Linked DNA regions of Sus scrofa: region 1 is linked to region 2. Evidence: chromatin contacts called from public promoter capture Hi-C data. All regions are on one chromosome and are shown on one strand. The core of a region is the stretch at or near the end of the contact, and the rest is flanking DNA. Distances in the headings are between cores, read along the strand shown.

The links. Promoter capture Hi-C pulls out the DNA fragments that hold promoters and counts their contacts.
Region 1: a promoter capture Hi-C map of liver shows a contact between it and region 2, with 13 times the contacts expected there. The contact joins the promoter of TET2 here to the promoter of PPA2 in region 2. A contact is called at or near these places in 3 of 5 promoter capture datasets (fetal liver, fetal skeletal muscle and liver), 19 of 47 Hi-C or Micro-C datasets (alveolar macrophages, blood, brain and 12 more) and 2 of 2 datasets of contacts at active chromatin or transcription factors (alveolar macrophages and skeletal muscle).

What each region holds. Positions count from the first base shown.
Region 1 is chr8:116,542,602-116,548,349 of Sscrofa11.1, forward strand. TET2 (methylcytosine dioxygenase TET2) reads right to left here and starts at 4,375. Exons shown (of 11, transcript XM_013978993.2): 1 at 3,900-4,375.
Region 2 is chr8:116,247,515-116,253,249 of Sscrofa11.1, forward strand. It overlaps PPA2 (inorganic pyrophosphatase 2, mitochondrial), which reads left to right and starts at 2,017. Exons shown (of 12, transcript XM_021101713.1): 1 at 2,017-2,262. The coding sequence starts at 2,082.

The DNA.
Region 1 (5,748 bases), core at 3,125-5,624, 300 kb after region 2:
CCCCTAAAATTCAGTTACTCAAGACAGTTCACACTATGAAATTTTTGGAGAATCCAAGTAATACTATCACATATATGATAAATGAGGAGCTGAGGTTATGTCTTTCACTGTAAACTACATGCTGATTCAAATCATTTACCTTTTCTAATAAAGGAGAAAGTGGTACTTTTGTTTGAATTGGTGGCTAATAAATAATATGCACATTTCCTCCTTATCGAGATAATATTAATTGTCATACAATATTAATTACTATTTGCAGAATACAAGTAGGATGCATAAAATAATTTAAAAAAAATCTAAACCAGATTACGGGTAATTATTAACCAAGGCAGGTATCCTTACATATCAATGTGAGGGGGAAATGTATCTACTAGTAGGTGACTAGCCTGAAGACAGTGTGTGGCACCACATTGGAAAAGTCTTCCCAAAGTAGTTAGCTACTACTCTGTTAGCACAAGGAATTGCTTATTTTAAATTCTGAATTGCTAGATTAACCACAGTTTTCTCAACAAATAGTAAGCATTTATGCTAAACTCCTAAGTGTCTTTTATTTTAAGACAAATGAGAACTAACCAAATGTGCTGTTTCTACTCCACAGAGATGAGTAATATGCCTCCCTTGTAATCACGCCTCCAGGACCAGAGATCAAAATAGAAAGAGTTACAAAGTGAACTACTGAGGACAAACAGTTTTGGAAATCTGATTTATCAAGTAATGCCCATTATTACGCTCTTTCCTCTCTCCATTTTTAATCATACACACGCCTTCTAAACTTGTTTGACTTTCCAATTCTTCACTAACACTTCTCTGCTTAATAACATTAAAAATCAGCATTTATTGTGTGGAAACTTATATTCTACTTCAAACATATTATGAAACACACATGCAAACATAGAAAAGAATATAATTCCCCTCCAGAATTTCAACTTTCTATTAAAATGCAAATATAATGATTTCATTAGCCCGTCAGCAATAACCAGAGTCTTAAATCAAACCAACCCAACCCAACCCAACATCTTTTCTATGTACATTTCAACTCCCCCCGAGATACACTCTTACTCTTGGATCATTTGTTGATGAATTTCTGGATTTGAATTTGCCATTATTGTCCCTGATCAGAAAGGAAGAAGCACAATGTGTGATTTGAGATTTTTAAAATGTGAGCTGTATCCTACTCCCTAGACAGGCAAATACAAAAATACTTCACTAAATTTTAAGCAAGCAACCGGAAAATGACTCTTCTTCCATTCCTAAACACTACATGAAGGGGGAGGGGGGACTTAATGCAATTAAAAGTGTGTTAAGAGGGCAAGAGCCAGGAAATCTCACTTATAGTTCACATTCGACCTTCCTAGGAGTCTATCCAGCCCACGATTTATTTTGCTGTAGGTACAGAACTCTCCATAGAAACTCTGTTAGCTTAGTATCTCTAGACAAGCAGTCCCAGTGAGAGAGATTCAGCAAGACTCGTGTGATGATGATGATGGTGGGGAAGAAGAACGAGAAAGAGAAGAAGAGCAAAGAGGAGGAGAAAAGGGACACCCGGAGCAAGGCAGAGAGATAACAAACCGAAGAGAGCAGCCAAGAGAGAAAGAGAAATTTGGACGGGACTGTTAGAAATCTGCTCTCTACTTCTCAGCTTCTTTCCCGGGATTGGGTTTCATTTCTTTCGGCGCCCCTGACCTTGCAGTCTTCCAACTCTCCACGCTGCCCCCCTCCTCCCTCCCGCCCGCCCCCTCCCCCGGCCTGCGCCTGCCTTTGTGTCTGCCTGTCACTTACCGGGGAACCCGACGAAGCAGATTCGGGAGAAGCACAAAGCCAGGACACAGATTTGCCCACAAATTCTCTTACACACATTCCCCAGGCTGGAAGGTCCAGCCCGACGCGGAGCTGCTGTACCTTGAGAAAAGTGGGTTCGGGTCTTGTTGGGGGAACCAGAGAAACTATTCTTCCCTCTCTCGCTCAGCACCACTAACAAAACGCGCGGACTTCAGGAAAAAACAAAACCCCACTGAGTGGACTCCAGTCCCAGGCGCTGTGACACTCGCTGAGCGCGCCCCCCGAAAAGGGGACGCGGGGCAGAAAGGGGCGGACGCAATCGCACACCCAGACCCAGACCCCCAGCGGAGAAAAGGGTCGAAGCTGCTCTGTCAGGGTTCTTCCCGGGGTGGGTGAGCATAAACCAGAGACTCCTTTGCCTTCCACGAAGGGAAGGGGGTGGGGAAGATTCCAGGGAAAAGTCGTGCCCCCCAAAGCTGAACTATTTTAGAAAGGCAAGCAGAGAAAAATCACTTTCCGGAGGATAAAAGGCCGGGAAAGCGGCCGGCCGGACTCACAAAGGTAAGTTTTCTGGGGGACGAGGACACGAGCATTAGCAGGAGAGAGAAGAGAACACTGAACTACAGGTTTAAGGGGGGGGGGGTGGAATTAAAACTATATTTGTCAGCCATGTTGAAGAGGCTCCAGTAATTTGTGAAGCTTCCCTCTTCCCTCTTGGTATTTGTGGGTGACACTGCTGGCTGGGCTCCCCCGTCCCCGCAAGCCCGAGAGAAAGCGAAGGGGAGAGGAAAGGGAGAGTTCCGCGGCATAAGAGAAGCGCTCTGACCTCGTTCTCGTCCCTCAGCCTTGCAGCAATCCAGCAGTTGCAGTCGGGTCTCCTTTCTAACAAATCCTAAAGGGCAGCCATCTTGCTTCCTTCTGCTTCTCTACGAAAGCAGCCTAGCCTCCGCATCAATATTCATAAGGCAGTTTGACGTCTGTTCTCATCACTCGGCTGGGCCGGCGTCTCGGGGCGGCCGCTGCGAGGGGGCGGACGTGACTCGCATGCGAGCCGGGCCAGGGCGCGCGGCGCTCGCGAGGAGGCGGCGGGGCCGCCCGAGCTCTCGCCGCTGCCGCCGCTCTCCTCCTCCTCCTCCGCCTCCTCCTCCTCCTCCGCCCCGCTTCCTCCTCCTCCTCCTTCTCCGCCGGGCCGCCTCCTCCCCCTCCGCCGGGCCGCCGCCTCCTCCGCCCTGGCCTCTGTCGCCGCCCCGGGGCCCTCGGCCCCGGCTCCCGGGAATCGGCCCCCGGCCCCGCGGCTCCCCGCACAAAAGCCGGCGGCACCTGGAGCCGAACGTGGGGGCGCGCGGTCGAGGCCGGGACTGGGGAGCGAGCCGGCGAAGCGCTGCGCTCTGAGGAGCGCGCGGGCTCCAGGGAACGTCCGGCCTCCGGACGACGCCGCCGTCAGACCCGGGGTTCCCCGGGGACCCTCGGATAGGTCTCTACCCGGGTGAAGGCTCCAGGCAGGCGCAAAGGGGGAGGCGGCATGTGTCCCTGGCACGAGGATGCAAGACCCTAGCTTAACCTTTGAAACTTTTTGTTGGTGCCGTTCCCCTCCGCCCCCTTAGACTAGGTGCACACCCCCCTGCTGCCTGGCACCCTCCCTGACTCCCACCTCCTGGCAGGTATGCCCTCACGCACCCCAGCGCGCACCCAGGTCTGCCCGCTCGAGCCCGCACCCCACCCCCTGGTAGGTCCACCAGCCCCTCTTCGCCCCCGCTTTGGCATCCTCTCTACACAGTCCCTTTAATCTCGCTCAGCAGAAGCACTCCCGAGTTTCTTCGAGGGCATGCCCTTAGTGCTTTAGGGGTCTGTAGTTTTAAAGACTCGACAAATTAGGAAATTGACCGAGGCCCGCTTCTCCCCGCCCCGGCCCACCTTCTGTTTACTTTGGCCACGTGGGCTGGGAAGGATTCACGCAGATCCAAGAGGGCTTTCTAAGCAGCGACTATCTACATCTCGCTTGATTCAGTTTGTAAGAAATAAACCTGCACTTTCAAGTGCTTAAGAGCATCTATTTTGGAAAAAGAAAAAATTCAGTCTCATAATTAAGAAATGAAGAAATCGACCCATAAACAACTAACCTCCAAAAGGCGATCACTCGATTTCTCCTGACGTTCGTAGTCTACAACTGCTCGCATTCATTGACAGTTTTTCTTTTCTATCGCCTAGTCGTTTTTACTTCTCTTTTAATGCTTTTCCGCACAATCATATGTTTAATGTGACGATGAGACAAAGAACAAAGCCCACGTGAATCGTTATATCAGTTTTTGAGATTTGCTCTCTACCTTTAAGAAGTTCTCACTTTTATCAAATTTCAAATACATATTTGGGGCACATCTTTTACGGGATCGCTACATTGTGATCATGATACTCTTAAGTCAACACACGTTATTCTGTGTCGTTCACTTTTTTGTCCATAATTTTTTTTAGAAGTGAAGTCTTTCTCTAATTTTAGGAAATTAGAATATTTCCTCTTTGAAAAGGGCTGGAAAAAAAGGAACTCTAATGTGTTATGTTGTTACGAGAAAAGTGTTTAAAGTAGGTTCTAGTGAAACATTGTTTATTCCATTTTGAGACAAATTGACTTAGATTTTTGATTTCGCACTAGTCTAAGCAAAACTGTTTGTTTCCCTAAGCATGTAAAATGAATTTCTGTCTTTTCTAACTGCACACTAATACGTCATTGAAGTCTTGGCAACTGCTAGGAGGCTTTAAACTGTTTAGGAGGTGCCTTGTAATTTGTTTTTCAAGTTCAAAAAGTAAAGTTTTCAAAGACTATGATGTACATTCGTATAGTGCATGGTACAGCAGAATTGGGACCACGTGGACTTTGGAGTCTGACAGACCTAGATGAATCTTGACTCCACCCCTTACTAAATGTGTGACCTTGAACATTCTACTTAGCTGTTTTGTGTATCAGTTTCCTCATCTGTTAAACACCCTCTGAAACAGTGTGGTTGTGAGGATTAAATAAAACAACTGGTAAGTGCCCAGGTAGTTATTACTATTACCAATCATAAGCCATCTATTTTCAGGGGTTTTCCTTGATTCACTAGCAGTATACAAGTAATTATATCATTGTCTTCTTAAAGTACATGTAGCAAATATTGTATTCACGTGTGTTTGATAGAAACACCTACGTGTTCCCTTAGCTATTTACAAGATAATTGGGAAAATGATGCTTAAGCTCACTCCCTTCTCATTTCATCTTTTAGACCCTTCTTTCTGTTGTAACAGGTAGTTCCCATATAGCTGGAATCACACTTGGCTAGCAGTTGATTTTGCAACAGGCCCTGAACCTTTTCTTGCCAACTTCTTTCTCTGAACCTCCACCCCACCCTTAACCACCATGACATCTGCTAATTTAAAAGAAAATGCATTACTCCTGTTGGTTATTGTGACTTTTCCACAGCAAAATAAATAAATAAAATTCTAATAGTCTCCAAGTGTAAAACATTTTAGTGAAATTATATATTTTTGATTTTTAAAAAGTTCTTTCTTAGTTGCTATTTCTGGGAAAGAAAAGCTGTAGTTGCACATGATCAGTTGTTTGCTGCACTTCAGTGCACATTTGGATGGGTAATTCAGAGCCAGCTTTTATTTTGTGCATTCTAGAGATTCCTCCTCCTATAGGTGTGGATAATCTATTTTTAAAAGATAATTTGTTGTTTTAACAACAGTAAATTGTTACCAAATTCCTTACCACTTTTCCTCCAACTAGAAAGACCAGTACTGCTCCTACACAGAAAAATCTTTGCTTTCTTATTGGGGGTGAAGGGCGGGGGGAGACAAATAGAACAGGTTCCACGACATGCTATTTTGTGTTAGAAATTTGACTTGATTGGCCTGGGCACCTGATGTCTAACTTAGTTGCTCAGTCTCTAAGCCTGTTAGGGTGGAGGCAGCTTCCTGTATGCTCTGTCCTTTAAA
Region 2 (5,735 bases), core at 767-3,266:
ACATGATGGGAGGTAGTAAGAGAAAAGAATATATACATATATTACACATATACATATATGTATAACTGAGTCACTTCACTGTATAGCACATGCGGCATATGGAAGTTCCCAGGCTAGGGGTCGAATTGGAGCTGTAGCTTCCAGCCTACACCACAGCCACAGCAACATGGGATCCAAGCTGCATCTGCTACCTACATCATAGCTCAGGGCAATGTTGGATCCTTAACCCACTGAGCAAGGCCAGGGATGGACCTCACATCCTCATGGATACTAGTTGGGTCTTAACTTGCAGAGCCACAATGGGAACTCCCTGATAACCTTTCATTTATTAGCCAATTTTTATTACAGTAAATTAAGAGATTATTATTATTATTACTATTTTTTGTCTTTTCTTGAGCCGCTCCCGTGGCATATGGAGGTTCCCAGGCTTGGGGTCGAACCAGAGCTGTAGCCGCCGACCTACACCACAGCCACAGCAACACGGAATCCGAGCAGCGTCTGCGACCTACACCACAGCTCATGGCAACGCTGGATCCTTAACCCACTGAACAAGGCCAGGGATCGAACCCACAACCTCATGGTTCCTAGTCAGATTCATTAACCACTGCACCAGGAGGGGAACTCCCAAGATTATTATTTCTAAAATGACTTCTTTTAATTAAAACTATTTCACTTAGTTTTTGCAAAAATCATAAGTGCACTTTTTGCCTCCTTTTGTAAAATTACTATTTATTTTTAGTTCATCTTTAATTACAAATTTATTGAGGTATCATTGATGTACATTACATAAATTTCAGCTGTAGAACATAAAATTACTGCTCTTCCTGTTTTTGTTGTCATAGACTGAATAACCAAAATATTTAATTTTCTTTAAAAGTTTTAATTTCTACTTTTAAATATCTTATTTACTGCTGTCTTCTGGATTCTCCCACTCTGATTTATTACAAGAATTGACCTTAATGTTTGACCACAAAGTCACCCATAACCTTGACAAGGGGGAAGCCATTTGGACTGAGATGAGAAAAAAAAACAAAAACAAAAACTGAAAGAAGACTGAAGACATGAAGACTGTGCCTGTGGACAATGTTCCCATATTTTTTTCTGGAAAGCCAATAACCAGAAGTTCACATGAGAACGATTTGGTAGAAAAAGGGTTCCAGGAACAATTTGACTCAACAATAAAGGAGCCATTATCTAGGAAGGCATGATGGATGCTCCATCCTTCAAAAATACTTAATCTCAAATCTTTTAAAATTTTTCTTATTTTTTTTTTGGGGGGGGTTGGCCGTCCCCCGTGAGAAGCAGAAGTTTCCAGGCCAGAATGAAGCCGTACCACAGCAGTGACAATGGATCCTTAACCCACTAGGCCACCATGGGACTCCCTAAATCCCAAATCTCAAGTATTTGGTAATCTGTACAATCCAGGGAGCGGCAGGGTGAAGTAGGGAATGCGATTAAGTTCACAAAACACATAGGCACAGTACGAAGTGCCATTGTATAAATGAAAATGTAAGAAAAAGAAAATATAAATCACCTCTACTTGGGTTAAATGCAAAAGGGCTTCATGGAGGAGAAGGCATCTGAGGAAGTTACACGTTCCCCGCCCGCCCACTTAAATCAGTGTCAAGGTCAAGTCTTCGCAAGGAGGCCTTATCATTACGTCTCCTACAGATATTTTTGTGCGTGCACATGCTTGCGTCCTACATTGAAGAGGATCTAGAACAATGCTTAGGAGAGAGTAATCACTCAATATTATAATTATAATAAAAAATGATAGTAAATATCGACTGGATGAGAAAGGAGTGTAGGCATATATGCATTAAAGAACAGTAAGCTCCTCAGGGGTGGTGGACGTTTTCCTGTTCACTTCTGAACCCTGGCCTCGCTGCGGGTACAATGTGCATTATCGGCAATTTGCTCGGCGCTCTAATTTCGATAATCAGTCTCCAGGGCCCGGCCTGGCGGGGGCGGGGTTATAAACCCCCGGCCGGGAGTGGAGACTCCGGGCGGTAGGAGGCGCCGGCGCGCGGCCGGGCCAGTCCCCGGCACCACCCGCGCGAAGCTGGACCGCGGTCGACGCCATGCGTGCTCTGCTGCAGCTGCTGCGCACAAGTGGGATCCGGCGCGCCGGCGCCCCTGCTGTCGCAGCCGCGCGTCTGCCGCTGGGAGCTAGCGCAGGGCCCGGGCCGCGCCGCGCCATGGCTCTGTACCGCACGGAAGAGCGCGGCCAGCCCCATTCGCCCGATTACCGTCTCTTTTTCAGTAAGTAGTTCCCGGGAACCCCACCTCGCGGCGCGCCTGAGGCCCGCGATGGGACCTGTGCCCCGTACCCCCCGCGCGGTCCCCATCTCCTCCTTCTTTCGGGCCCGCTGCAGTGGCCGCGCGGTCCAAGCAACCTTCCCGCTTGGGGCGTGGGGGGGGGGGGCGGTGCGCCGAGCCTCCGGCGATTGGCCAGCGCTGAGCTGCCAACACTGGGGCGGCGGACTAAGTCCCCGAACGCGGAGCGCAGAGGCGCAGAGCGGGAGGCGGGGTCACGCCAGGTTGTCTTAGAAGCAGCCAGCCGCCCTCCGCATGCCGGGGGCGGAGCGCGTGGGAGCGCGCCGTCACCCTTCGGCCGCCGGTGACCGTTTGCCCAGCTCCCGCCGCCGTGCTGGTTTCGCGTAACCTCGTTGTGAACGCGGAGGGGCACAGTCCGCCCGCCAGCCCGCCCTCCTGGGGGGCGTGACAAAGCGTCTGCTGGGAAGGGCCGCCAACGATTGGAGAGGCTGGCGGAACTTCGGAGACGCCTGGTCCAGCGGCTGTGTTTCGGCACTGGGGGGCGGGGACTTGAGGAAGGATCTCCCAGCAAAGTGAATTGATATTCCAGGTTTGCACCTTGAATGTGGTCCACAGTCCGGAGGAACCTCTTTGGTTCTGCAGTAGCCCCTCCTTTTCCCCAAATTGAGCCAGCCCCAGAGGGCAAAGCGAATTGGGGCACTGACCTGGCTGACTTAAGATAGGAAATGACCGTGGTGTCCGTTATTCTCATTTCACTGTGAAGGTTAGCCATGATAACCCTGATATTTCACTGTGAAGGTTAGCCATGACGTGAAATAGGGGGGTTGGTTAATTGCCTTCATGCTCTTCTGATTTCAGAGCCCTGAAGGGAGTGGTACCTTTTTTCTGTGAAGTCGGCCTTGCCTTATCGCCCACTTTTTAGGGACACCAGCTGTGGAGATTTTCAGATCTCAGCTCCGAGTCCTGGAGTCTTAGCTCTGTGACCTTGGAGGAGCTTCCTTATCTTGCGAAACCTTAGTTTTTCCTCATCTGTAAAATAGTGCTGTGAGAACTACAAGACAGTATATACAAAGTGATTAGTCACAGGGCCTAGCATATAAATGACTATTATTAATAATACTTGTGGTCATTATTGATACCTATAATTTGTAAAATGTTTACGCATATGCTACTTGAGTGTTTTATAGGAGAGAAAACTGAATCTGGGGTAGTTTTGTGGTTATAATGCAGCTGATGGTAAAAATCCCAATTTTCTTTAAAATTGGCTGCATATATTCTTCGATCCTTATTAGGTCAAGACTGATCAGGTGGAGAAGAACCATTAACAAGAAGACCCAAATTTCTAAAAGGATTGTTCCAAAAGGACAATTTGAGGAATGGCTTTCCATAGAAAGTGTTTTAAAAATGACAGGTTTTTTAAGTAGATAAAAGCTGTCTAACTCATAAGACGGTGAAAGTATTCTATATTTGCGGCACATACAGTGATAAATGATAGACCAAAAAAAAAGAAATATTTATGAAGTGGGCTAGATGCTGTTAGATGTGGCACTGAGGAGATTTTAATTATGGGCCCTGAGCTCAAGAGATTCATAGTAGCAATATAATTAATTAAGGAAAATACAAAAGCACTGAAAAATACTTATTTGAATGTTGGCTGAGAAAAAAGCAGTCTAAAGGCTCCTGGAGCACTGGCTTTGGAATGGGGAGCCCTAGGCCTTAATTCTGGCTCTGCAGTAACTCTCACTGTGCGGTTGGGCAGGTGATTGCTTCAATTCTTACATGGCCAGTTCTTTTAACTGTAAAATAAAGCAGTTGACCTACCAGTGACCCTCAAGGTCCTTCTTAGTACCGAAATTCCTTAAAGGTATTAGATGAATAACAGATATGCCTAACATCTCTTGGCACAGGGCCTGTTAGGGCATTTCTGAAGCTGTATTGGGCTTTTGCTGTGGTTTCTTTAACTACAAGTGATTTCAGACTCATGATTTTTCTGTAGCTAGAATACAGTGAATAAAATTTTTTTTTCACTCGGAATAAAAGACAAAAGAAGAAAAAACGTTTTGCTGAGGAAAATGGGCAAGAATTGGAAGAAAAGGAGGGTGGAGTTTGGGGGAGGGGCCAGGGGGTGAGAGAGTCTTTGCAAGGCACTGTTGGCTTAAACAATTCCTGAACTAAACACCAGGTGGCATCCTTGGCCGGCGACGGTTTACCTCTTGCTGGAAGGGGTGGGATAAAGTGAAAGGAAAGCACTTTGGGATTAGCAGGGTAAGGGGAAAACAGTGCACAATTTGCTCTTTATAAAGATGGTCACAGATTGGATATTTTAAACTCAGGCAGTGTCTGTATGCAGTGGTAGAGTGCAGTTACTTCACTTCAGAGCAGAACGTGAGTACAGCACTAGTGGGCTGAGAAGAGCTCTTTAGCATTATCACAGTGGAATCATTTCCCACATTTCCCAATGGATCCCAAGTCTCAGAAACAGTAATGCACTTGGGAGGTAGGTCATTTTTGAGCTTCATTTCTTTAAATGGTTTCTTTCTACCATTTAGAAGAATCAGACTAAATGTTAGATGCCATACTCGTTTTCCTTTTAGTCAGTTTTTTTAGAAACAGTGTTGAAGTGAGACAGGGTGGTAGGGGAGAAAGAGCATCCTGGTGGGAATTATCAGGCCTAGCTCTGTTATTAACTTTTTGTGTGGCCTTGGGTGAGTAATTGCACCTCTCTGTACCTCATTTTATTAAACCGTGGAAAGAGGAGAGTGAACTTGAGGATCATTTTCCTAACTGTCTAGCCGAGCACAAGTATCCCATGATATGTTATCAGATTTTCTTTAAATGAAAAGCTTCATGGTTTAATAAATTAGCAAAATACTTCCCATTTTATCACCTTGGGGAGTTACAGTGGACATATTAAAGTTCTTGGAAATTTTTACCTAAAGTAACTTTTCTCAGACTTTTGAACCCCAGAACCTGTTTCTCCGAACATCTGTTGACATCTTAGTGACTCTGTATAGAGTTTCATGGAATTCTCTTTGGGAAGCACTGGGTTTTAGACTAGTGGTCAAAACCCTTAGGTTGTAGGCCTGGCTTGTGTATCTGGGGCATCATTTGACATCCCTTAGCTCAGTGTCTCCATCTGTGAAATGGGGTGAACATTGGCAGTTAAATGAGACTGTGTGTGTACACGTTTTGTGTCTGACACATGGACCACGGTTAATATTTAAAATATATGTTATTTCTTTCCCCTTTTTAACCTAATACCAAAATTCTTGTTTCATTTTGTGAAGGGTGAAAACAGTGGGGTGTGGCTAGAATTACGTATTTTGAGTAGGTCATAATTTATTAATGCCAAGTCTCAGATTTTTAGTACTGACCTGCAGTCCTTTGAATTAGTTGTGCAATCATAGTGAAGTAGGACATTCGTATGGGACCAAAGACATAGCACAGCACGCCGTTAT